Regions from separate parts of the Cricetulus griseus genome. Here region 2 is linked to region 1. Evidence: chromatin contacts called from public Hi-C data. All regions are on one chromosome and are shown on one strand. The core of a region is the stretch at or near the end of the contact, and the rest is flanking DNA. Distances in the headings are between cores, read along the strand shown.

Region 1 (3,958 bases), core at 270-2,769:
CTGCTCGGTTCCTCTCCTCTCCGACCGCAGCCGTGCCGTGAGGAGAACGGGACCACGCGTCATGCCGCCCGCCTGCCCGTGGGTGCGCACGCGTGTCCCGTCTCCGCCTACGGTTCGGGTGCCGCGAGGCCCGTCACGCGTGGGGTATGGCTCCCGGGGACACCTCACGGGAGCCCCGCAGCGGGCGATGCTGCGGCGCGGTCGCCCACGCGCGCCAGCTCAGCCGGCCGCCCACCGGCATCACGAGCGGGATGCGGACTCGTCTGCGCCTGGTCCGACGGCCGGGTCCCCCACCCCGCCCGCCCCGCCGGGTGGGCGCCGCGCCAGAACGGTTCCGGCCCGCTTCTCGGTCCAGAGGCCACCGCCGCTGCCCCCCCTCGCCCCCCACGCAGGCGCGCTCTCCGGCCGATAGGGCGGGGCGACCCTCGGAAGGGGCGTGGCCACAGCCCTCGACGCGCGCACGCGCCCTCGGCCTCACGGCTACGTGTCGGGCCACGTGATGCCCACCCGAGAGTGCCCCCAGTGAAGCAACAGGACGTTAAAAAAAAAAAAAATTCTCCTTTTTTTCTTTTCCTGAGGGGTGGCGAGGAAGGTGGACGAAGAGGTTTTAAAAAAAAAAAGAGAGAGAAAAAAATCCCCTCAAACTATAGTAACGCGCCGAGAGGCGAGGCCAGGGCGGCGGCGAGCGCAGCGCCCGCGCATAGTCCCGCCGGAATTCCTCTCAGCCGACGCGCCCGACCGCGCCCGCCGCCTCAGCAACAGCGCGCCGACGAGCCAGCGCCGCCGCCCGCGTCCCCTCAGCCGCGACCCCGGCCCCGCGCAGGCCGCCGCAGCCGGCGCGCGTCCCCCTCAGCCGCGGCCCGGCCCTCGGCCACCAGCCGGCCGTCCGTCCGTCCCGCCCGAGCGGCCAGGGGCAGGGGCGCCGGCGGCGGCGGGGGGCGGGAGCGCGCCTAGCCCCGTAACGGCCGCCCTGCGCGCCCGGCCCGCCGCCCGCCCCCGGCCCTGCCCGCGCCCCTCCCCCCGCCGCCGCCGGCAGCGCCGCCTGAACTGAGGCGAACTCCGCCGCCAAGTGAGTGAGGAGGAGGAGAGCCGCGGAGGAAGAGGAGGAGCGGCAGTCGGAGCGGCGGCGGCGGCGGCGGCAACGCGGGGGCGCCGCGGCGGACAGCACCGCAGACTCGCGAGCTTCGGCGCAGGCGGCGCGACCGGCCGACGAGCGGCCCCTCGACTCCTCGCGGCGCAGCGGCCCCGCGCCGCGCTCGGCCCCGAGACCCGCCTCCGCCGCCGGCCTCGCGAGGGGAGCCGCGCCGGGCGGCCGAGGAGCGGCGGCCGCGGCGCGTCGGGCCGGGCGAAAGTGCCTGCGGGGGGGCGGGCGGGCGCGCGGAGCCGGCCGCCCCGGGGCTCGGCGCGGGAGCCGGAGCGGAGTCGGCGCGGAGCGGGACGCCGCGTCCGAGCGGCCGGCGGCCGGAGCTCGCCCCGCCCCTCCCTCCTCTCCTCCTCCTCTCTCCTCCTCCGGCGGCGCGCGGCGGCGGCGGCGCGGGCGGAGTGAGCTGCGGAGCCTGGAATATGGTCGGGGAAATGGAAACGAAGGAGAAGCCGAAGCCCACCCCAGATTACTTGATGCAGCTGATGAACGACAAGAAGCTCATGAGCAGCCTGCCCAACTTCTGCGGGATCTTCAACCACCTCGAGCGGCTGCTGGACGAAGGTGAGCCTCTCGACCCCCGCGGGCGAGCGGGCGGGCGCGGCGGCCCGGGATGGCGGGGCGGCGGGAAGGTCAGGCGGGCGGGCGCACAAAGGCGGCGCGGGCGGCTCGCGGCGGGTCGGGGCCAGGGCCGGGGCAGGCCCGAGGGCGGACCCGGAGCTCGCGGGCGGCAGGGCGGCGGGGCGGCGGGGCTGCGGCCAGCTCCCGACGGCGCGGCAGATAGACACCCCGCCATCCCGACCGATCTGGCCGGGCCACGCGAGCTCTGCCTCGCCTCGCCCGCGGGGCCCCGGCTGGGGGTGCCCGTCTCAGTGGAGTTGTGTGGCCCGCGGTACAGGAGTGGACTCTTCGGGTGTCCACAGATTACGTAGGGTACCGAAAAGTAGTGCTTATGTGGCCGAAGGCGAGCACGAGCTGACACAGAGCACAGCACTTTTTTTGTCCTTTGTTTAGGGAAGCGAGAACTGTTTGGGAGTTTAACTTCACTTTTTTTTTTTTTTTTTGGGTGGCGGGGGGAGGAGTATGAAATACCGCGATGACAGACCTGAACGGAATCCGAGTTCGGAAGAACTCACTGGGGCGGAGGGTTAGCTCCAGGCGTAGCCGCCCGCGTCCCTGGGGCGGGGAGCTGGAAGTTTGAAAGGACGGGAATAAAATAGAGCGCAAGTTTGCAGAAGCCGAGTTGGGAGCGCTGCAGGGAGCGAAGAGTGGCTAGAAGATGCATGCTGGTCAGCTCTGGCAGTCCTCTAAGAACTTCTCTCAGCAGCGACCTGGAGTGTTAGTTCCCAGGAGCCGTGGGTTTCCGCGGATTCCCGGGGCGGCCTGTGGGGCAGGAGGACCAACAAGTCCGCTTTGAAAACCGTGTAGCGGGGAGTTTCCCTTTTGTTTTTAAAAGTCTCCAGGCGGGGGGCTGTCTGAAGGAAGCGGAAAACTGTGCTGATGTGCGGATGAACAGTGGATTTTAGCATCTTGAGAAGAATCTCGAAATATTTTCAAATACAGCTAGAGAAATCAAAATTTATGCTCAAGGAGCAGGCATATCAGGGAAGAACAAAAGACTTTGAATACCTCCGAGCTAAGAGCGAGCTTCTTTTGGGTGGGGAGCCATAGGCAGGACTTGAGGCAGAAAGCGCTCAGTTATGACGCCTGAACATGCATACAACAGTAACAAGTCGAAAGGGACATTTCCTACTTTTGGGTCCGCGTGTCTGTTAGTCTCAGACGCCTCGGAGGAAAGTTGTGCTGCCCCTTTAAGGGGTTTTGCCTATTTGTGTTGGCATTTGAAAGATTGTGGAGGCAGAAAACTTTCTGGAATGTCAAAAAAAAAAAAAAAAAAAAAAAAAAAAAAGGAGGGTGTGTGTGTGCTGGAACTCTTCAATTGAGTATTTCCAAATGTGAGCGCTAAGGGGCGCCAGCTATTTTTTTTTAACCTTGGAATGTTTGGAACAAAATGTCTAGCATGCTTAAAAATCTGACCTATATTAAGTTCAGTAGAAATTTAAATTTTAGGTGACTTCACCTGTCATTATTTATCCACAAATGTGATTTCAGAGACAACACCTAATTTACTGTTATTTTTTCACTTGGTGTGTTGTTTTCATGGTATTACTGTGAAATTTATGATGAAAATTATAGTTTTTTAAAAGTACAGTGTATGGGGAATCTCTTACACGCCTAGACAGCATTTAAAATGGATTAATATGCATTCTTAAAGTTCTCCGTATACTCAAGTGACATATTGAGATCATAAAAAGTTTGGAAATACTATAGGAGTTTCCTCGATTAGTTGTAAAAGGCTGCTCATGTAGTCTTTCAGACTGATCAGATATAACCACCTTAGTTTGAGGTTGGCATAAGTCAGCTGGAGGAATTTCAATTATGTCATTATTTCTGCACAGGCTTGTTTATTACTCTCTAGTTAGAAATAGTAACCCTTTGTGTTCCAAATGTAAAAGAAAGCTAGTTTAGGATTACAGTATTCAAAATAATATTTGTTTCTTTCCTTTTCCTGTTTTCTCCATCTTTCACCTCAGTCTGCCTTCTGTACTCAGGAGTCTGCATTAGGCCAGTATACAGAGAACTTCCATGCTTGTAGGTAGTGTGTTTACAATAGACCTCAGAATGAATAGGAAGTGTGATTGTTTTAATCATATCAGAGCAAATGTTGCAGGACAGGGGCTAGTCCTTAATGTGTTATAAGCCTTTTCCTGTACTTGCTAGTCTTATTATAAATTTAATTTGACTTGAAAATACTGG
Region 2 (4,514 bases), core at 158-2,657, 390 kb after region 1:
GGTGGACTGTAACTTGTGAGATGAAATAGACCCTTTTCTCCCCAATCCTCCCCCAAGTTGCTTTAGACAATGGATTTATTTACTTACTTTTATTTCTTTACATCAACAGACAACAAAACTAGGACATGGCTACACCACCTTTAATTGTGCAAAGCAGTGCTCAGAGGCTAACAGAGATGTGTGCCGTGATGGAAGGTAGTACCCATGACCATAATGAGAGGGGGTGATGCTGAAGCTGGGTCCTTGTCAATGTTTCATATGAGGTGTCTCTCTCAAAAACTCATGTATTCAAGGCTTAGTCCCAAGCTGGTGGCACTGCTGAGAGACAGTTGGCTCATGAAGGTGCTAATGTCTTTAGTGTGTTAATCTGCTGGGGAGTTTACAGCTGGATGTCTATTGGAGGGACGGCCTGGTTGTGGGAAATGGGACACATTTTTCAAGGATGTAGCTTATCCCTCATCCCTTGACACCTTTCCTTTGGCTTCCAGGCCACTATGAGGTGAGTAGCTTTCCTATGTCAGTTCCTTCTACCTTGTTGCTCTTCTGTCTTACCATGGGCAGGTCCAGAAACAACAGGGCATGAACGGAAGCTTCCAAAACTAGGAACCACAGGGAACCATTCTCCTGAGTTGTCTTAGAAGGTTTCCCGGCAAATCTGACTAACGTGAACCTGAAGAAGGTGCCTTCATAGACACAGCAGCTATGTGACTTTCTTTTCTTGTTGCTGTGTGTTCTGTGTCCCTGGCAGAAGCAACTTCAGGGAAGAGTTTATTTGGGATCATAGTTCAAGGGCTGAGTTCAGCAGCAGCCTGATACAGCTGGTCACACTGTAGCACATTCAGGAAGTAGAGAAAGCTGAGTGCCAGCACTCGGTGGCTGCTGCTTTTTTACACAGTTCGGGATCCAAGCCCCAAGAACAATGCTGCCCATTTTAGGGTGGGTCTCCCCACCTCATTTAGCCTAACCAGAATCATCCCTCATAGACATGGCCATAGGCTAACCAAATCTAGACCATTCTTTCAGGTGTGCCAACGGGCTTGCATTCTAAGTTATCTGGAACCCTCTAAGGGTCTGGAATAGCTGTCAACACTGGCTGTTGCACTGGATTCCCATGTTCTCAGGCTCCTCCAAGAGGTAGGATCCACTGTCAGGAGCTCTAGGCTGCTTCTGGGGCTGTCTGTATCATACTCATGACCAACAGTATGTTTTATATTTACCTGGAAAAGACAAGCAGCCTTTGTGCTAACAGAGCCCCTGGCTCACATGTATAATGGGGGGGGGTGGATTTCTAAACTGAATTTTTGCAAGTCTCAAGCAGGATCAAAAATAATATCATACGCAAGACTGCTTCCTGAGGCACTGGGCCCTTGCCACATGCTGACCGTATGGGAAGTGTTTCTCTTCCCTCTCTCCCATCTCTGACTAGTTGGCGTCATGGTGGTTCTGGTTTGTACTCTATGTCTGTGCCCTGTATAGGGAAGCGACAGTTACCTTATTGTAGCCATTGCTGTTCAGTCAGAGTTGGGACGAGCAACACTCACAGTGAAGACATTAGGCTGTGACAACAAAGTGTGGGGAAGTTGGTGCAGAGGGGAACGAAAGGGGAAGGGGAGGGAGGTGGAGGGAGGGGAGCAGATTATTAACTGGTCACAGAGGAAGTGACAATATGAGCAGAGTTGTCATTCTGATTTTGAGGTCTGATGCTCTAAATGATCCCAGCTGATTCTGTGGAAGAAGATAGAACTGAAAAGGTCCACAGAGTCTGGCCACGCCCAACAACTCTGCCTCCATGTGGCTTGACAGTCACGAATAAATGGCTGAGGAAAAGACAGATTGGAAGATACTTTATTGGCTTTTAGGAACAAACCATCTTTCTGACTTACCAATGCTGCAAATGGCTGTCAATCTCTAATAACACCTTTCATGGCGTATGTCCCAAGATGCCTTTTAAAGCTAAGATTCCAACTTAGTGACACATAAGTGGGTTAAACTTTTTTTTTTTAAAAGAAAAGGCAACTTTGAATTTAAATGACAAAAATTGACATTTTTAAATTCTGTATAGGAAAATGAATTGTAGATCTCCTAAGTAAATACATATAAAATTGCAAAATGTCTTTAGATTTGGAAGATTGCCCATGAACATCACAGGGCTTGGCTGGGGTTAACCATTTATTAAGCTTTAAGAGAAAGGCATTGTTGAAATTTGAGAAATCTATAGCCCTCAATATTTGAGCTGTGATTTATGCACAGATTCAGAAATATTAATTTTCTTTCATAAAATAAAGTCCCAACACTTTGTCGTGACAATGAGGATTAATGCACTGAAATGTTTTTCATGGCAGCTTCTGAGTAACAGATTCACAAATACTTCTGTTTTAGAATTTAAAAGTCAAAATAAATTATTTTTTTAAGTGCCAAATCAAAGGTACATTGTCAAACAGAGAAATCGAACTTCGAAGCTTGCTTGACCCCCCTCGTACTCCCCCTGCACCCCTCCCTTTGAACACTGAGCTCCCTGATTCATCAAAGGGACAGGAAAGACTTCTGGAACCTTCCATCTCCCACGTGCTCATGTGTATGCACGTGGGCGTCAGCATTTTAAAGATCTAAACTTTAAAGAGTTTGAATCCACGCTAACCATTTGTCATTTATTGTTACTTCTAAGTAACAATATCCAGTGTGTCCCTAAGTTTTGTGTACTTGAGGACGTAATTTAAAGCTGAGTATGGTGTGTGTTAGGCATAAAAAGAGTTAGGGAACTGACATTCTGGGTGGCTTGTGGGAGCGAATAAGAAATGAGGCAAGAGGGAGAACAGAGCAATGGGCGTGACTCTCCTGGGCAGTCTGCTGGCTGCCAGTTGCCTGGATACCTTTGTATGGTGACTTAATTCGGCCCAGAGGCTGTGAGTTCTCTTTTCTTTTTGTGTCTGTGGTGATGGGTGTTGTTGCTGGGGATAGTCAGGGGCAGAGGGAGTGAATGAGACAGAAGAAAAAGTTGACCACACAAATACAATGCTGGGATGCTGGAACTAGTCCCGCCGAGGGCGGGGGAATGGGAAGTTCCTGCACAAAGCCCATCTTGTTCCCATAGAAACCAGTGCTCAATGCTGGATGACAAGCTTGACTCTGCACAGCCCCCTTCCTCTTCTTTTTAAAAATCTCTGTTGGAGCTTCATTGTCTTCTTGCTATTCTTGTTTTAATAAAACGGAGGACCGGGGGAGAGAAAACAGCCCTCCTCCCCACCCAACCTCAAGGCACACTGTGAACAATCCCAGGGCATGGATTCTGGGCAGCCTGAAGTCTGGCTGGACCACTCTGCATCAGAGATCCGGTACTGTCATTTCTCAAGTCATGGATGGACAGTCTACACAGAGAGGTGCCCACAGAGATTGGCAGCCTAATTTGAATACCAATGCTAGCCTGGGCTGGCTTCCAGAGACAAGGAGGGGCCACCATGGCTGGCAGAATGTTGGTGGCCAGACTCAGTGGGAGCTGGAGGGCAGTTTTTCCCGCCCACTGCTGTGGGCTTCCTTCCTCTCACTCCCATGCCCTCCTCTGCTGGGTTATTGGCAATCTGGCTTTCTATTCTTCAAGGATTAATGTCTCAGTGCAAGGGGTAAAATTGGCAATTAGAAAGCAAAGTCTCAGAGTCTGGGACTTTTATCTCCTTATCATTTCCCAGTTAGATTTCATTAGGGTGCTGCTGGAGAGAAAGGTTTAGGGCTTTTGTTGTGTGGTCAAAGAGTTTAAAGATACCAACAGGATGTTTTATATTTACTTGGAGAAGACAAGCAGCCTTTTGTGCTAACAGAACCTGGCTCACACGTATAATTGGGGGGGGGGGTTCTAAACTGAATTTTTTGCAAGTCTGAAGCAGGATCAAAAATAAGACCCATTCCTGTCAAGACTGTGAAGTTACTAGGTAATTTTTAAAAAACTAGAAATGACTTTTTTACTCCCCACCCAATAACATATTTTAAGTAAAAAGGGATTATAAATTTGCCTCTTTGTAGTGTGAAAGACCCTGTTTAAATAATTTCTTATCTTCTGAAAGTCTAATTAAATGCCCTAGCTGAGTGAAGCTGCAATTTGTCTGGTGTAAAAGCCCTTGAGACATCTTCCTTCAGCTCCTTGCCAGCAGGCTGCAGTAGTGTAGGAAGGGCACGGCCCTGCGGGATGCCTTTTCTGAGGCCCCACACACTCCTTTTGATGCTCCAAGTACCCACCTGCTGTTTGCATTTGTGACTTGGGTGGCACTGTGCCAGTGACATCAGACAGGCAGGGTATTGTCCCAGGCAGATAGAAATTGTCACCATGAGTGAATGTTTCTTATGTGTTCATGGGCATAGTGTGTCCTGCCAGGGAGATCAATAAGAGGGAAAGCCATTCTTTGGGACTAGATGTCTCATGTTACTTGTCATGAACTTGTCAGTTTTATTTCTTTGTTAAGTGTGAAATATGTGGCCTCAGATTTTTGTGCCATTATTATGTCAGGTCCCAGCCTTTGATACTT

Evidence for each region. A called contact is a pair of places that touch in the nucleus more often than the background predicts.
Region 2: a Hi-C map of liver shows a contact between it and region 1, with 3 times the contacts expected there. The contact joins the enhancer-like site here to the promoter of Qki in region 1. A contact is called at or near these places in 2 of 8 Hi-C or Micro-C datasets (the CHO-K1 cell line and liver).

Annotation. Positions count from the first base shown.
Region 1 is chr2:290,489,175-290,493,132 of CriGri-PICRH-1.0, forward strand. It overlaps Qki (protein quaking), which reads left to right and starts at 1,520. Exons shown (of 8, transcript XR_003482378.2): 1 at 1,520-1,705.
Region 2 is chr2:290,878,679-290,883,192 of CriGri-PICRH-1.0, forward strand. No RefSeq gene overlaps it. Among named protein-coding and RNA genes, the nearest start is that of Qki, 390 kb to the left of the region's middle. Within about 2 kb of position 1,408, at least 1 of the 6 cell types and tissues checked has open chromatin away from gene starts, as enhancers often do.